2 separate regions of the Bos taurus genome follow, and region 1 is linked to region 2. A link is a contact called in public Hi-C data. All regions are on one chromosome and are shown on one strand. The core of a region is the stretch at or near the end of the contact, and the rest is flanking DNA. Distances in the headings are between cores, read along the strand shown. Region 1 holds the start of ITPRIP (inositol 1,4,5-trisphosphate receptor interacting protein). Region 2 overlaps GSTO2 (glutathione S-transferase omega 2).

The links. A called contact is a pair of places that touch in the nucleus more often than the background predicts.
Region 1: a Hi-C map of skeletal muscle shows a contact between it and region 2, with 5 times the contacts expected there. The contact joins the promoter of ITPRIP here to the enhancer-like site in region 2. A contact is called at or near these places in 4 of 11 Hi-C or Micro-C datasets (liver, skeletal muscle, skin fibroblasts and 1 more).

The regions. Positions count from the first base shown.
Region 1 is chr26:24,891,674-24,898,841 of ARS-UCD2.0, reverse strand. ITPRIP (inositol 1,4,5-trisphosphate receptor interacting protein) reads left to right here and starts at 5,457. Exons shown (of 2, transcript NM_001101178.1): 1 at 5,457-5,597.
Region 2 is chr26:24,844,490-24,852,276 of ARS-UCD2.0, reverse strand. It overlaps GSTO2 (glutathione S-transferase omega 2), which reads right to left. Exons shown (of 7, transcript NM_001206155.2): 5 at 6,780-6,881. Among named protein-coding and RNA genes, the nearest start is that of GSTO2, 11 kb to the right of the region's middle. Within about 2 kb of position 1,571, at least 4 of the 102 cell types and tissues checked have an H3K27ac peak or open chromatin away from gene starts, as enhancers often do. A contact at or near this core is called in skeletal muscle, where this site is marked.

The DNA of each region.
Region 1 (7,168 bases), core at 4,208-6,707, 43 kb before region 2:
TTTGAGAAAAATAAAGCCCTATTTGTTTAATTTCTTGTCTTAGACACACATAAAATTATAGTCAGGTAATCTATCAGAGATCAAATTGCCAACACCCGATGGATCATGGAAAAAGCAAGAGAGTTCCAGAAAAACATCTATTTCTGCTTTATTGACTATGCCAAAGCCTTTGACTGTGTGGATCACAATAAACTGTGGGAAATTCTGAAAGAGATGGGAATACCAGACCACCTGACCTGCCTCTTGAGAAATCTGTATGCAGGTCAGGAAGCAACAGTTAGAACTGGACATGGAACAGACTGGTTCCAAATAGGAAAAGGAGTACGTCAAAGGCTGTATATTGTCACCCTGCTTATTTAACTTATATGCAGAGTACATCATGAGAAACGCCTGGACTGGAATGAAGCACAAGCTGGAATCAAGATTGCCGGGAGAAATATCAATAACCTCAGATATGCAGATGACACCACCCTTATGGCAGAAAGTGAAGAGGAACTCAAAAGCCTCTTGATGAAAGTGAAAGAGGAGAGTGAAAAAGTTGGCTTAAAGCTCAACATTCAGAAAACGAAGATCATGGCATCCGGTCCCATCACTTCATGGGAAATAGATGGGGAAACAGTGGAAACAGTGTCAGACTTTATTTTTTGGGCTCCAGGATCACTGCAGATGGTGACTGCAGCCATGAAATTAAAAGATGCTTACTCCTTGGAAGGAAAGTTATGACCAACCTAGATAGCATATTCAAAAGCAGAGACATTACTTTGCCAACAAAGCTCCATCTAGTCAAGGCTATGGTTTTTCCTGTGGTCATGTATGGATGTGAGAGTTGGAGTATAAAGAAAGCTGAGTGCTGGAGAGTGGATGCTTTTGAACTGTGGTGTTGGAGAAGACTCTTGAGAGTCCCTTGGACTGCAAGGAGATCCAACCAGTCCATTCTGAAGGAGATCAGCCCTGGGATTTCTTTGGAAGGAATGAGGCTGAGGCTGAAACTCCAGTACTTTGGCCACCTCATGCGAAGAGTTGACTCATTGGAAAAGACTCTGATGCTGGGAGGGATTGGGGGCAGGAGGAGAAGGGGACGACAGAGGATGAGATGGCTGGATGGCATCACTGACTCGATGGACATGAGTTTGAGTAGACTCTGGGAGTTGGTGATGGACAGGGAGGCCTGGCGTGCTGCGATTCATGGGGTCGCAAAGAGTGGGACATGACTGAGCGACTGAACTGAACTGAACTGAATCTAGTCCTTGTAACCTAACACATCCCTAATTGACAAATCTAAAAAAAGTGGAGGGGGGTGGTGAGAGGACATTCTCATCTTGCACTAATTTTAACATTTCCCATTAAGCATAATATTGGCTTTGGAGAAGAATTTCACTCTCTACTTTTTTCATACTACAGAAATGTTTAACTGTGTTTGGATGATGAATTTTTTCAAATGGCTCTTCAGATCTTAGTGATGGTCTTTCAGTTTTTTGTTTTTGATCTATTTGTGATGTAATATTCTTTTGATGTGCTATGGAATTCTGTGTTAATATTCTATTTAGAATTTATAAAACAGTATTCACAAGTGAAATTTGTATGTTACTTTTATTTTCCTCTTTTTAATGAGTTATTTTCATTGGATTTTTGCTGGATATATTACCATTGACTTAAGAAAAAAAAAGAATTCTACCCTTGAGGGTTTTTATGTAAATGACTAAAATTTTATTTCTAAATATTATATTTGTACTTTTCCAAATCTGCCCTGTTTTTTTCATAGTGGTATGTTCTATCCTTCTGTCTCTGTAATTATGTTGAACATAACTATTTTAGTCTTTTTCAAGTTGTTCTACTGCCTCAAGTTCTTAAGGAGCTAATTCTCCTGTTTATCACCGATCCAGGCCCTCATGTGGTTCATTTCCTAGTTGAGTTTATAATTTCTTATTATAAACTCATCTCGAATGGGAGTTTTTTATCTGTCAGAGATCAAGAAAAAAAAATTGTGTTTTGCATTCGCTTCTGACAGGATTGGGGGGATTCATCACTTTGGAATCAGCTTCTATGTTCTTTCTGGACTCCAGGGTTCTCTCAACACATGGGTAATATTGGGACCTCACAACTAATCATGGCAAAGGCAGGCTAGTGGTTTCAGTCTCTATAGCACACATTTTAAAATTCATCCAGAGGCCCCACACAAATCACAAACTTCTTTGGTGTGGTCCTGGATAGTGGGAGACTTTTTTCTCCTAAGATCCTTCCCAGGGTGTCAGCTTTAGGCAGGAGTCTCAAGTCCAGATCTCTGCTTTTCTAGAACCCAAGGTTTGTGTGGGTACCAACCCCAGTCCTTAGCCATTTGTGCTTATATTCATGTCAAATAACCCTATTTGCCTTTGAGTTCCTTCTTCCTGTCTCACACCTAGTGATCCCCCTTTCTTTTTTTCAATTGTTGATTTTTGACCCAGCATTTCTGTATTCAGCAGAGGTTCCCCGAATTCTTGGCCCCTCACATTCCCAAAAGATGAATCTTTGCACATTCCTATCTTTTTAAAACTTTACTTACTTGGCTGTGCCAGGTCTTAGTTGCAGCACACAGGAATCTTCATTGCGACATGCAGGATCTTTTTTTTTTTTTAACCTGTAGGATCTTTTTTTTTTTAACTTGGGCTTTCCCGGTCACTCAGTGGTAAAGAATCTGCCAGCCAATGCAGGAGACACGGGTTTGATCCCTGGGGTTGGGAAGATCCACTGGAGAAGGAAATGGCAACCCACCCCATTCTTGCCTGGGAAATCCCATGGACTGAGGGGCCTAGCAGCAGTCCATGGGGGTAGCAAAAGAGTTGGACCAATTTAGCAACTAAACAACAACTCAGGATCTTTAGTTGTGGCATGCAAACTATTAGCTGTGGCATGTGGGATCTAGTTCCCTGAGGAGGGATCCAACCAGGGCCCCCTGCACCGGGAGCTTGGAGTCTTAGCCACTGGACCACCAGAGAAATCCCTGTACTTTCCTGTCTTTTAAAAACCTTTCTTAGAATAAGCACAACGTGCTATGGAAACTACATGGGGGAGGGGAGTGTCTAACCCAGGCGTGGGGGTTCAAAGAAGACTTCCTAGAGAAGAAATCACCTATTCGGAGACCTTAAGACTAAGCACACATTAGCCATGCAAAAAAAAAAAAATGTGTGTGTGTACATGGGGGATGATAGGTTAGAGGAAAAGGTGGCGTGAAGGTTGCAGACAGAAGATAGAGCCCATGTGAACATCCAAGGGGGGGAAACAAACCTCAGATCACATTCGGAGAAGCACAAGTTCCAAGAACTACAAGAATTTTAGTGTGGAAAATGGAATGAGATATGTGCTTGGTAAGATAAGTATTAAGAGAGGCCAGTTCATGAACGACTCAGGTGCCTAGATAGGAAAGTGGACTTAAGGCTGAGAACAGAGTGGTGCTGAAGGTGACCATGCGGTCGCGGAGAGTGAAATCAACAGGTCTGAAAGGAAAACAAATGTAATAGATTTGTTGCCCCATCAGTAAATAGAAACCACCGTTAGAAAACGCTGAAACAACTTTGCTTATAGGACAATCCCAGAGGGCATTCAAGCACTGTTCTCGGCATTCTACCGTACATAATATAACCCTGAGTTCTACCCCAAGGACTACAAGGCAGGGTAGTGGTGCTCAATCCAGGGTCCCCACCTCCCAGGAATTTCTCCCCCTACTTGGGGGATGGGTGGTGGGTGAATACCTCACCCATCCAACTGGCAGACATTTTCAAAATCACCACCCTTTCAGGAAGGTTTCCACAGATCACCCCATTCCTCACCTCTCCCCGACAGCCCTCCAAAACTCTACTATAACCGTCTCTGATATAAGGAAAGAACTGTGAGCAGCAGCAGAAGCTTGAAAACAAGAGTAACCTGGGCCAAGGGCCAGGGGGTCTATTTTTAGAACTTGTTCTCATTGCCTGTTTATCTTTCAGACTAAGCCTAATGTCTTCCAGGCGACTGTGAAAGCTATTTGGCTGGCTTGCGGAGGAGAGGAAGGTGATCTAAAACCAAACAGCAGTGGCAATGGTGATAATCATTTAGCCAGTGTGTTCTCATAATTTCCCCCAATGTACCCTCAGTGGCCTTTAATTCCTGCAAAGCCACTTACCTAGGATTTATTCAAGCCCTTCCCAGCCACTTCTAATGGCTGTGGAATTTGGGCAAGTCACAAAGTGAAGACAATAGGCTGTGGATTTCATAACCCATCAAGTCTGACCAGGGTACTACAGTCCGTCCTGGCCTCAGCTCCTCCTTCTAAAATAGTGGTCTAACATCCCTACCGTAAACACGCTTTGGACACTAAAGCGCCCTCTACAGATGAAAGTATTTAGTAATAATGTTCCTTTGTGCCTAGTTACTCAGGAAAAGGCAAAGATGCGTTCAATTGATCATAGAATTTGGTGAGCTATTTTAATCCACTTAGAAGTCGAAAAAAAGAACCGGCGTTGTGTCTCGACTTATATTTCCCTCCAAAGGACAAAATAAGTGGCCCCTGGAATTCCACCGCTTGTAAAACGCGCCGCTGAAAACCCAGTGTAGGCGTGCAGGGACTTAACTCCTTCCTTTCCGCCTGCCCAAACACACTTTTAAGGGCGTCCTCTCCTGATTCCCTGTCCATTCGCTCCAGTTTAAATCCAGCAGCCAGATTCCGTCTTGCCCGATCACCCTCCAGTTCTGCTGGCCCCTGTGGAGTTTCTGGGGTGGTCGATGCGCAGATTTCCGCGCCGGACCCTGGGTCAGCCGCCCCCTAACCCTCACGGTCCACCTTAAGGAGCCTCCGCGGCGGGGAGGAGAGGCGGGTGTTTGTTCTTATTTGGAGGAAAAGTTTCTTTGACATCTAGGAAATGAGTAACTCTGAAGTCCTCTAGAGCCCGGCGGATGGGGGCCAGAAGGCGGGAGCCAGCCGAGGTATCGCCGCCCCCGTCCCTCTAATTGTCGGGCGGGAAGCTCAGCCTCAGCGGCGGCCAGACAGCGGATTCCGGGGCCCCCGGGACCCGCGAACGCAGCCGGGACTCGTGCGATCCCTCCCGCCTCGGGGAGCGGAAACCGAAGCCGAAGGTAAGTACCGGGCCCGCGGCCGCGAGGCTCTGCGTCCTCCCGGAGCATTTCGTGGATTGGAAGGAAGAAGAGGGACCAGGGGAGCTGCGCCGGAGATGGAGGCGGATTGGAGGGGCGCGCCCGCTCGGCCCCCCCCCCCCCGGGTTGGGACTGACTTGGGGGACTGGGATACGGCGCCCGAGCACAGCGCGGGTCGGGGAGAGGCTGCCCTCTTCCTCTTCGCGCCGTGCGGGGTCCTGCATCCCAGCCTCGCCTCTGTGGCTTCTTCCCGGCCGCGGAGACCCCAGTGAGCGATGTCCGTTGCAGCCCCGCGCGGCGGCAGCCCCTCCTCCCGGCTCACCGAACCGCGATGCCGGAAGCGGGACCACGTTGTTGTTTCTACCGCCCCGAAGATCCGTTACTTTGGACCGTGTGAGCAGAGCTCTGGAGCTGAAAGAGTAGTCGAGTCGCCCTGCTTCTTAGCCAGCTCCCTTCCATCCTTCCTTCCCCCTCCTGGAAGGAGAGAGTAGGTATGAAGTCTTTGTTTTCTAGGTTTAACGTAGTGAAGCCATGAGGTTGCTGGAGGCGGGATAAAGCCCCCGCCGCTTCCTCTTTCTGGGCTATTAGTGGAGGAGACCCCACGCCGTGCAGAACTTTCTCTTGGGGCTGCTGCTAGTCTCCACCTGACCTCTAGTAGCATCCTAGACCCCTTCCCAGTTTCCAACTTCCTGGCTGCGATTTGGAGGAACTCGGATGCCCCAGGACTGGGCTTCCCATCCAGAACGCTCCTTTTCTTTAAAAACAGAAGTGCTGTGTCCCAGGAAGGGCAAGTATTTTACTGAACCCCTAAGGGACCACATTTTGCCTTTTGCTCCTCTGAAAGCTGTGAGAACCATCCCTCCTTATACTCCCCCCACCCAGCTCCCCAAAACTAGAAGAGTACCAAGTACTGGTGGATCCTGGACCCTGTCCTTTTGAATCTAAATCAGTTCAGAGTCCTATTTTTGGTGGGGAGGAGGGAGTGGGGAGGTTTTTCTTTTGGATTTGACCCAAGGTTCTTCCCTTTCATAAACTAGTTCTACTGCTGAGTGGCTGCCAGGTAAAGCAAACCTGTGCAGGGTGCAGTCCCAGGTCCAAGCCAGCCTTGCAAAAAGGCCTGGTGGGCAGGTAGAATTGCTGCCATTCACCTCTCCTTTATAGCATAATGGGCTGTGCTTTTGAGTCCTCCCTCCAGCCTACGTGCCTGAAGTGGCTTTCACTGTTTGCTAATTCCCTGTGTGCTGCTGCTGCCGCTCCAGGCCGTCCTGCCCTCACATTTTCCACTTGTGGGTAACCGTAAAGTGGTTAGGCTGACTCTCCAATGGAAAGAGTTTTGTGCAAGTGCCATCCTCCAGCTCGGTAATTTTCAAAGACGCAGCAGTTTCAAGCTCCAACTTTCGGGTGGCAAGGATCTGAACTTTTAACCTCGTGCCATCAGCCCAGAAGTTGTCAGCAAGAACACCTCCCAGCTCCTGCAGCACTCATGAGAGGGACAAAGATGAGGGTTTGTGGGTGAACTTTTTATCTGAGGACAAAAAGTGGAGGAACTTCTGGTAGAGGCTTCTAGCAAAATTGCCCACCTGAGAAGGTATTGTCTGGGAGGAACCTGGTCTTGTGTTTTTTTCCTTCTTGGACCCCCTTGGGATCAATAAAGGGAAAAAGATGGAGGATTCTGTCTGGAGGAGACGTATCTCTGGGTGGAGGGCTGGAGTGCACAGCCCTGTTCTCACTTGTCTGCAGGGGAGAGGTGGAATGCCATGGGAGTTGGGAAAGTGTTTCTTGTCAGGGAGAAGGGAATGACTGGCAGTATTTCCTCCAGAGACGAGAAACCTAGGGGAAGGTGGCTCTGGCCTTCAGGAATTTCCCATTTTGTCACTCGAGAGAAGGAGACTTGCTCTGTCTGGCCTTAGAGATTCACAGGGTGGGAGAAGCAGGAGATGGATTTCACTTACTCAGAAATAAGGAGGAACTTGCTGACAACTGGAGCACCTCAGTAGTTAAGGCATTGCCATCACTGGCAGGAGACAGGTGGCCATCAACAATTATGAAGGAGAGGGTCCCT
Region 2 (7,787 bases), core at 322-2,821:
TTGAGAGTCCCTGTGAGGACTCCCCCCACCCCCGCCTCACAATCTTCCTCTTTCTCCTTCTCTCTCAGTCAGGCAACTAACTGATGGAGAGGTGAGATACAATCATGGCAAAAGAGCTTTTCAAAATTCTCTCCTTCCTGTCTCATTCCATGGATAAGACGGTCTTCAGGAAACTTGACTTAAAATAGTTCTTCCGTATTCTCAGTTTAAACTAAGTCCCTTTTGTGGTTGTTCTTCAGTCCCTCAGTCGTGTCCAATTGCTTGCGACCCCGTGGACTACAGCATGCCAGGCTTCCCTGTACTTCACTATCTCCTGGAGTTTGTTCAAACTAATGTCCACTGAGTCGATGATGCCACCTAACCATCTCATCCTCTCGCCACCTTCTCCTCTTGCCCTCAATCTTTCCCAGCATCAGAGTCTTTTCCAATGAGTCGGCCCTTTGCATCAGGTAGCCGAAGTATTGGAGCTTCAGCATCAGTCCTTCCGATGGATATTCAGGGCTGATTTCCTTTAGAATTAACTGGTTTTATGTCTTGGGACTCTCAAGAGTCTTCAGCACCACAGTTCTAAAGCATCAATTCTTTGGCACTCAGTCTTCTTTATGGTCCAACTCCCACATCTTGACAAATTTAGGACAGTCAGAAGTAAAATAATATGACAGTGTTAATTTCCTATGTCTTATCTTTCCTAAATGATCTGTCATCAGAACAGGAAGCTGCAGCTTTGCCTCCACCCACTGAGCAGTGGCTATGCTAATAGCCAATGTGTTTAAAAAAAAAAACAACTCTGTTTTGTGGTATTTCTGTCACCTGCCTGTCACATATAGTGATATTGGTCATTCTTAATGTTGAATAACTTTTCTCACAATGGACTCTCTCATTCTCAGAAATACTGCCCTTCAAGATGGCCTTCTTAGAAAAGATACTTTCCACCAAGGCCCTAGGCCACACATGGCCTGGGGAAGAAACTGAGCCTCTAGCTTCAAGCCCTAGGATTTCCTTAATGTATTAACACATCTTCCATTCAGATTAAGATGTGAGCTATTTCAGGAAAAAGCCATTTGACGTTCTGGAATAGTAGAAAACGTTATTTTTTAAATTTCTCTGTTCTCCAGTTCACTGAAAAATGACTACAGATCCTTCTCTTGGTTCTGGATGTGACTCGGAAAAAGGAATGAGCATGCAAATGAAGAGGGAGAGACTGGTTGGTGACACCTGAGTACGCTGTTTTCACCCCTGAACTTGAACCCTGAAGGGCCGCTTATCTGCCTCGAAGGCCTCTCGGGCTCCCCCAGGCGGACAAAAAGAGGTTCCCGCTAGAGCGCACGTAGAAGGAAGAAGCGCGCTGGGCTCCCCCGCGTGGCCATCGTGGTGAGGCGCACTGGCCAAGGCTCCCCAGCTAGGACGTTCACCAAGGAGGAAAAGGAAATCTGCAAAATTTTTTGTGAGGGACAAGATTATAAAGAGAAGCCCAGACTTCCTCAAACCAGACATCCTAAGAATCATCAGTCTACAGTCTTGGGCGCTCAAGTGCAGCGTCAATAACTGCACTTGTGGTCTTAATGCACCACCTGCCCTGCACACAAGAGAAGTCTCCTGGCTCTAACCAGGACAGCATGCTGGCTCTGGCCTGGCTGGAGGAGGAAGGAAGCGGTTTTTCTTGATGGAAACAGTTCTTATGAAGCAGAACCAGTCCCCTCCTATAAAATACACAAAGCCACCTGCTGTTACATCAGCAATGCAGACCCTAACCAGAAGCAGAAATACTCAATCCACTCCAGGGCAGATATCTTTTGAGTTCGTACAAGATAAGGGAAGATTCTCAAGATTTCAAATTTCAGGTGTCTGCTCCACTGACATACTATAGCTGAGGCTGAGCTAATGAAGATTAACGGATTCTCCTTAAAACAAACCAAGGATACAGAACAAACTTAGAGTATACATAAAACCCACTTCTCTGGAAAGAAGCCTGAGAAGCAGGGTCTGTGCCAAACACACCCCTCCTGCTGGTCACCACTTACAACCAGGAGTTTCCTGTGAAGATTCAGAATGCAACCTGTCAACATTTGGCCACCCTGAAAATTCTATCCTGGAATCCCTTTCATAGGTTTAATTCTTTTTGTTGCAATATATTTGTAAGATAATAGTGGAGGGAAGCTAGTGGGACAAGGCTTGACAAGTCAAATATCTTTAAAGTGATGGGTGGTAGATGAAAATATAAAAGCATTTTATCAAATTTCTGAAGGGGGAAAGGATTTCCTATGTACAAAAGCAGTGGAAGAAATCACAACAGGAAAGATCACACAATATTTTTAATGTTAAATTTCTATATGTACAAAGACGACAAAAACTTAAAACAATGTATCTTAAAAGCAGGCCAATGTCCTTTACATATAAAGAACTCTTAAAAAAATTAACAAGGAAAATCAGGAAGATCTTGACAAACAGATGGGTAGCAGACCATCTGCACAAATAAAACACAAAGAAATGGAATACTTTGGGGAAAACATACCATCTCACTATCAAAGAAATATACATTAAAGCAACTATGAGAAACTACTGTTTCTCAAGACAGGCAAGTATCTTTTTAAATGAAATCTCCCAACAGTGAAAAGGGATTGGTTCAAAGGGCATTTTTGACACTCAGAGGGTAGGGGGTATACAGCACAAGTCTTGGGGGAAGCAATTTAGCAACATCCAGCTCTAGCTTCTAAAATGGTCATACCCTTTGATCTGGTAATTCTGTTCCTGGAAGTCTGGCCTAAGGACATATTTTAAAACAGAGAAAGGGCTTTTTATGCAAAGGAGCTGCTGTTTCTGGGAGGCATCATTAATAATGATAAGCAACTGAAACAATCTAAATAACCCTAATGAGTGTGCTGGATACATAATTCTGGCTTATGCATATGGCAAATTATGCAGAATGAAAAGTTATTTTTTTCCATCTTTAATAATTACACATATAATAGAGAAAAATATTCTCATTATTAAAAAAAAGATTCAAACACAGAAAGCAGTATAGAAGGCAAAGGCTCTCCTTTCCTATCCTTGCTCTGAACCACTCTTCTTTCCCACCCCCAGGCTAATCCCCTTCCAGTAGTAGGCACCAGCCAAGTCTGATTTGAGTCTCTCCAGACATTTTTCTAGGAGTTTATTTACATTTGTGCATATAATCTCAGATATGCAGATGATAACACCATCCTAATGGCAGAAAGTGAAGATGAACTAAAGAGCCTCTTGATGAAGGTGAAAAAAGAGAGTGGAAAAGCTGGTTTAAAATTCAACATTAAAAAACTAAGATCATGGCATCCAGTCCCATGACTTCATGGCAAATAGATGGGGGGAAAATGGAAACGGTGACAGACTTTATTTTCTTGGGCCCCGAAATTACTGTGGATGGTGACTGCAGCCATGAACTTAAAAGATGTTTGCTCCTTGGAGGAAACGTTATGACAAACCTAGATAGCATATTAAAAAGCAGAGACATCACTTTGGTGACAAAGGTCCGTCTAGTCAAAGCTATGGTTTTTCCAGTATTCATGTACGGATGTGAGTTGGAACATAAAGAAGGCTGAGCACTGAAGAATTGATGCTTTAGAAATGTGGTGCTGGAGAAGACTCTTGAGAGTCCCTTGGACAGCAAGGAAATAAAACCAGTCAATCTTAAAAGAACTCAACCCTGAATATTCACTGGAAGGATGGTGCCAAAGCTCCAAAACTTTGGTCACCTGATGCGAAGTGCCGACTCATTGGAAAAGACCCTGATGCTGGGAAAGACTGAAGGCAGGAGGAGAAGAGGGTGACAGAGAATGAGATGGTTGGATGGCATCACTGACTTAATGGACATGAGTTTGAGCAAACTCAGGGAGATAGTGAAGGACAGCCTCTGCAGTCCATGGGGTCGCAAAGAGTCGGACACAACTAAGCAATTGAACAACAGAAAAATGTATCTCAAAGACCTATAAAAATAACATGGAAAAATGAGGTTATATAACAAGCACAAATAAACCTTCAATTTTGATGATACTTGTTTGAAAGAAAAATGTAAAAGTCAAACGGCATTTATTTAAAAAGAAGAAAACGTTAGAGTATAAGGCTGCCAACTTAAACTGACCTGTTTGCTTGTGGGTAACATGGACCATTATACACTGGTCTCTTGAGTTGCTTATCACTCAAGACAGTCCATAGATATTTAAAATATTTTCAACTCACAGAAAATCCTGATTGTACAAAACCATGGAGAAAAAATTGTACACATCATCTCTATAATAGAGAGAAAACATCTCTATTAGAATTATTCTGACAAGTTTCAATTTCACTAGAATCTCCTAGAGTCAATATACTGGTATTGAGAGGAATGTATCAAATAATTCAAGCTCAGTGGGCATCTTTCAGATTCTGATATTACCTATGTTGTACTTACAATTCCTACTAACATTCTATGGGACAAAACCCAATTCAAATCTGGAACAATATTGCATATTCAGTGGTCCTTAATTAGCCCTGGCTAGCACCCCACTCCAGTACTTAGCAGCAGCAGCAGCCCTTAACTAGCCAGAATTTCACTGATGCTACTTATTACATCTGAGAGGGTCATTGGCAAGATTAAATAAGAGGAGTATGCAAAGCAACTTTAGCATCATGCCCAGCACGAAAATACAGGCTCACTTCCCTGGAAGAACCCAAACTAAGAAGCTGTGCCTCCATTGTAATATTATACATGTACTTAGCAATCTGTAATTTTCAAAGTTCATCCATCATTCAAATGCAGAGTAGGAAAGAGATGGGTCAACCTATGTTTTCAACTATCTTTGAATTTAAAAGATTTTGTTTCAAGGTTCCTTTCCCTGGCCAAGCATTTAACTTGTAAGAAGGTAACCAGACATGATAAAATCAGTTCAGCTAATCTTTGAAAATAAAGACCATAAAAATTCTCCATGGGCAACAGCTATCAAACTTCTTTTTCAAAGCAAGGTCCCCCTCCCTCTTCAAATTCAAGCTTATTAGATGTCTTGTTAAACACAGTGTCGAAACCAGGGCTGGTCTGGCTGAAGCAGGCTCTAAAACCACCAGCAGACCTCCTCTCACTGGGCCGTCCCTCTGCAAAACTTGTGAACACACCTTTTAAAAGACCCTTTCTTTCTATGAATGTGGAAACGAAGGCACAGAGAGGTCCAGAACTTTGATGAAGGTTCTGGAATCCCATAAAGCCAAGCCCAGGAGCCAAGACTCTTTCTACCTCACCCTACTTGCCTCCTCAGAGTTAAGACCGCAGTCTGAGTTCTCAGGACCAAAGGCTGACACTTCTTACACATGATGCTGAATCCATAAATGCTGAAACTATATAAATCTAAGACAGGCAGCTGTAACTGTAAATAAATTTAACAGCTTCCACTTCACAAAGGTCATATGGAAGAATATTAGTAATCAGCCTTCTTCTAAGGGGATAAAAATAGCATTCCCTGGCTGCCAAAGAATCACAACCCACCCATAGGGGAATTTATCAGTTTCTAGAACAAAGATAATGGAGAAGGCAATGGCACCCCACTCTAGTACTCTTGCCTGGAAAATCCCATGGACGGAGGAGCCTGGTGGGCTGCCGTCCATGGGGTCGCACAGAGTCAGACAGGACTGAAGTGACTTAGCAGCAGCAGTAAAACAAAGATAAAGGAAGTCAAAGGACCACCTTCCAGACTATAAGAGAGTTACAGGGTAAATAGCCCTATTACTGCTAGACACATGGAGGATCTGGTAACAAAGATTACCCATAGACACTCCCCCCTTCTTCCTCTTCTTCTTCTTTTTTTTTTAACATTTATTTATTTGGCTGCTCAGGTCTTGGTTGTGGCATGTGAGATATTTTTAGCTGTGGCATGTGGGACCTAGTTCTCTGACCAGGGATAGAACCTGAGCCCTCTGTATTGGGAGCATGGAGTTTTAGCCCCTGGACCACCAGGGAAGTTTTCCCCCTTCTTTCTTAATTACAGAACTCTGATATATGCAAGGTGGTCCCAGCTAAGAGATTAAATTTCCCAACTTCCCCTGCAGATACTTATAACTCAATGACTACGTTCTGGCCAATGAAACTTAAGTAATCATTGGACAGAACTTCTAGGCTTGTGTGTGTGTGTGTGAAAGAATAAATCCTTATAAGTTTTTAAATCAATGCTATGCTATGCTAAGTCACTTCAGTCGTGTCCGACTCTGTGCGACCCCATAGACGGCAGCCCACCAGGCTCCCCCATCCCTGGGATTCTCCAGGCAAGAACACTGGAGTGGGTTGCCATTTCCTTCTCCAGTGCATGAAAGTGAAAAGTGAAAGTGAAGTCGCTCAGCCGTGTCGGACTTCTAGCGACCCCATGGACTGCAGCCCACCAGGCTCCTCCGTCCATGGGATTTTCCAGGCAAGAGTACTGGAGTGGGGTGCCATTGCCTTCAATACTAGAAGCCAAACACAATCCCTAACCAATATTGACCCTGGACTCCTAAGCAGAAGCTACAGAATCCGTGCAGAGATAGGTCAGGAATGTGGTGATTCTGGGACAGGAACAAGTTCATCACATGCCCTCCCCTACCCCTAGGCATATTTTCAAGAAAAATTCCAGAGGAGGTCAGTGGAGCGCAAGTACCTACAAGTTAGATGACCAGTAGTTGAACTTATCAAAGTCTGACAGGAGAAGTATATAAGTCTGTGAAAGCGGAGGGTGTCAGGGTGACCAGGGTGTGGACCTGCATCACTTTATCCACCACATCTGGCCAGGAGAGGGCCCCGTTTTTACCTCTTCCAGGTTGCAGAACTCCTGACGCAGGGCCAGCTTCAGATCACCGCAGTCTCTCCCGCATCTCAATGCTACCAGACACTCCTTGGTCAAATGTGGGACCTGATCGGAGGACACAGGTTCTGAGCAGAGAAGTCCGAGGGCACTCCGTGCTCCTGCTCTGCCTGACAGTGCAGCCAGAGCTCTGTCACTCTGTCAACAGTGCCACCTGATGGCCATCTCAATGGTTTCAGGAATCCACTTGTCACAGCACTCTGGTAAACAAGGTGCTTTAAAGGGGGCTCTCTGGTACGCCTTACTTGTTCAGCTATTTCCATACTGTACAATCTTAGGTGGGGCATTTTCCTTCTTTAAGCCTCGGTGTTCTCATCTGAAGAATGGACACAAGAATAGTACCCACCTTAAAGGGTGGGACCTGATGAGGGCAGTGATGGGGATCAAACAGATTAACGTTTATAAAATAGTTAGAACCGTGCTTGGCACATGGCTAGGGCTCAGTAGACATCAGTCACTAATATCATTGAGTCATTTTTGTTTCTTTAAAAAAAAAAGCTATCATAAAATTTCTCCATCACATTCTCTCCCAATATCAACAGCTGTCTCCTTTTCTCTCTTCTTCACATTTCCTGGGCAGTCGGCACTCCTGTTCCCCATAAAGGGCAATCTCCTTCTGTGCATTACCTTTTTCACACCCCGATATTTTTTTCACCTGAGACCTTGGAAATAGCTCCTTCAAAGTATCACTAGTTTTCTACTCTTTCAATATTCCTTGTCTCAAGTTACACAGTCATAACTATGCCATAATCATAACTCTTGAGACTGTTCGTTCCACTGGAAAAGTAGTTATTGGCAAAGACTTTAACCTTTAATATCAGAGGTCACAGCTTTACTATAATTCCACACGAGTTATCCTCCTAAGACACACACAGGTATTAAATCAATTTCACCAATGATTTGACTTTTAAAATGGACTGGAGTTTGAGAAAGACATACAAAGTAAAATAGAGT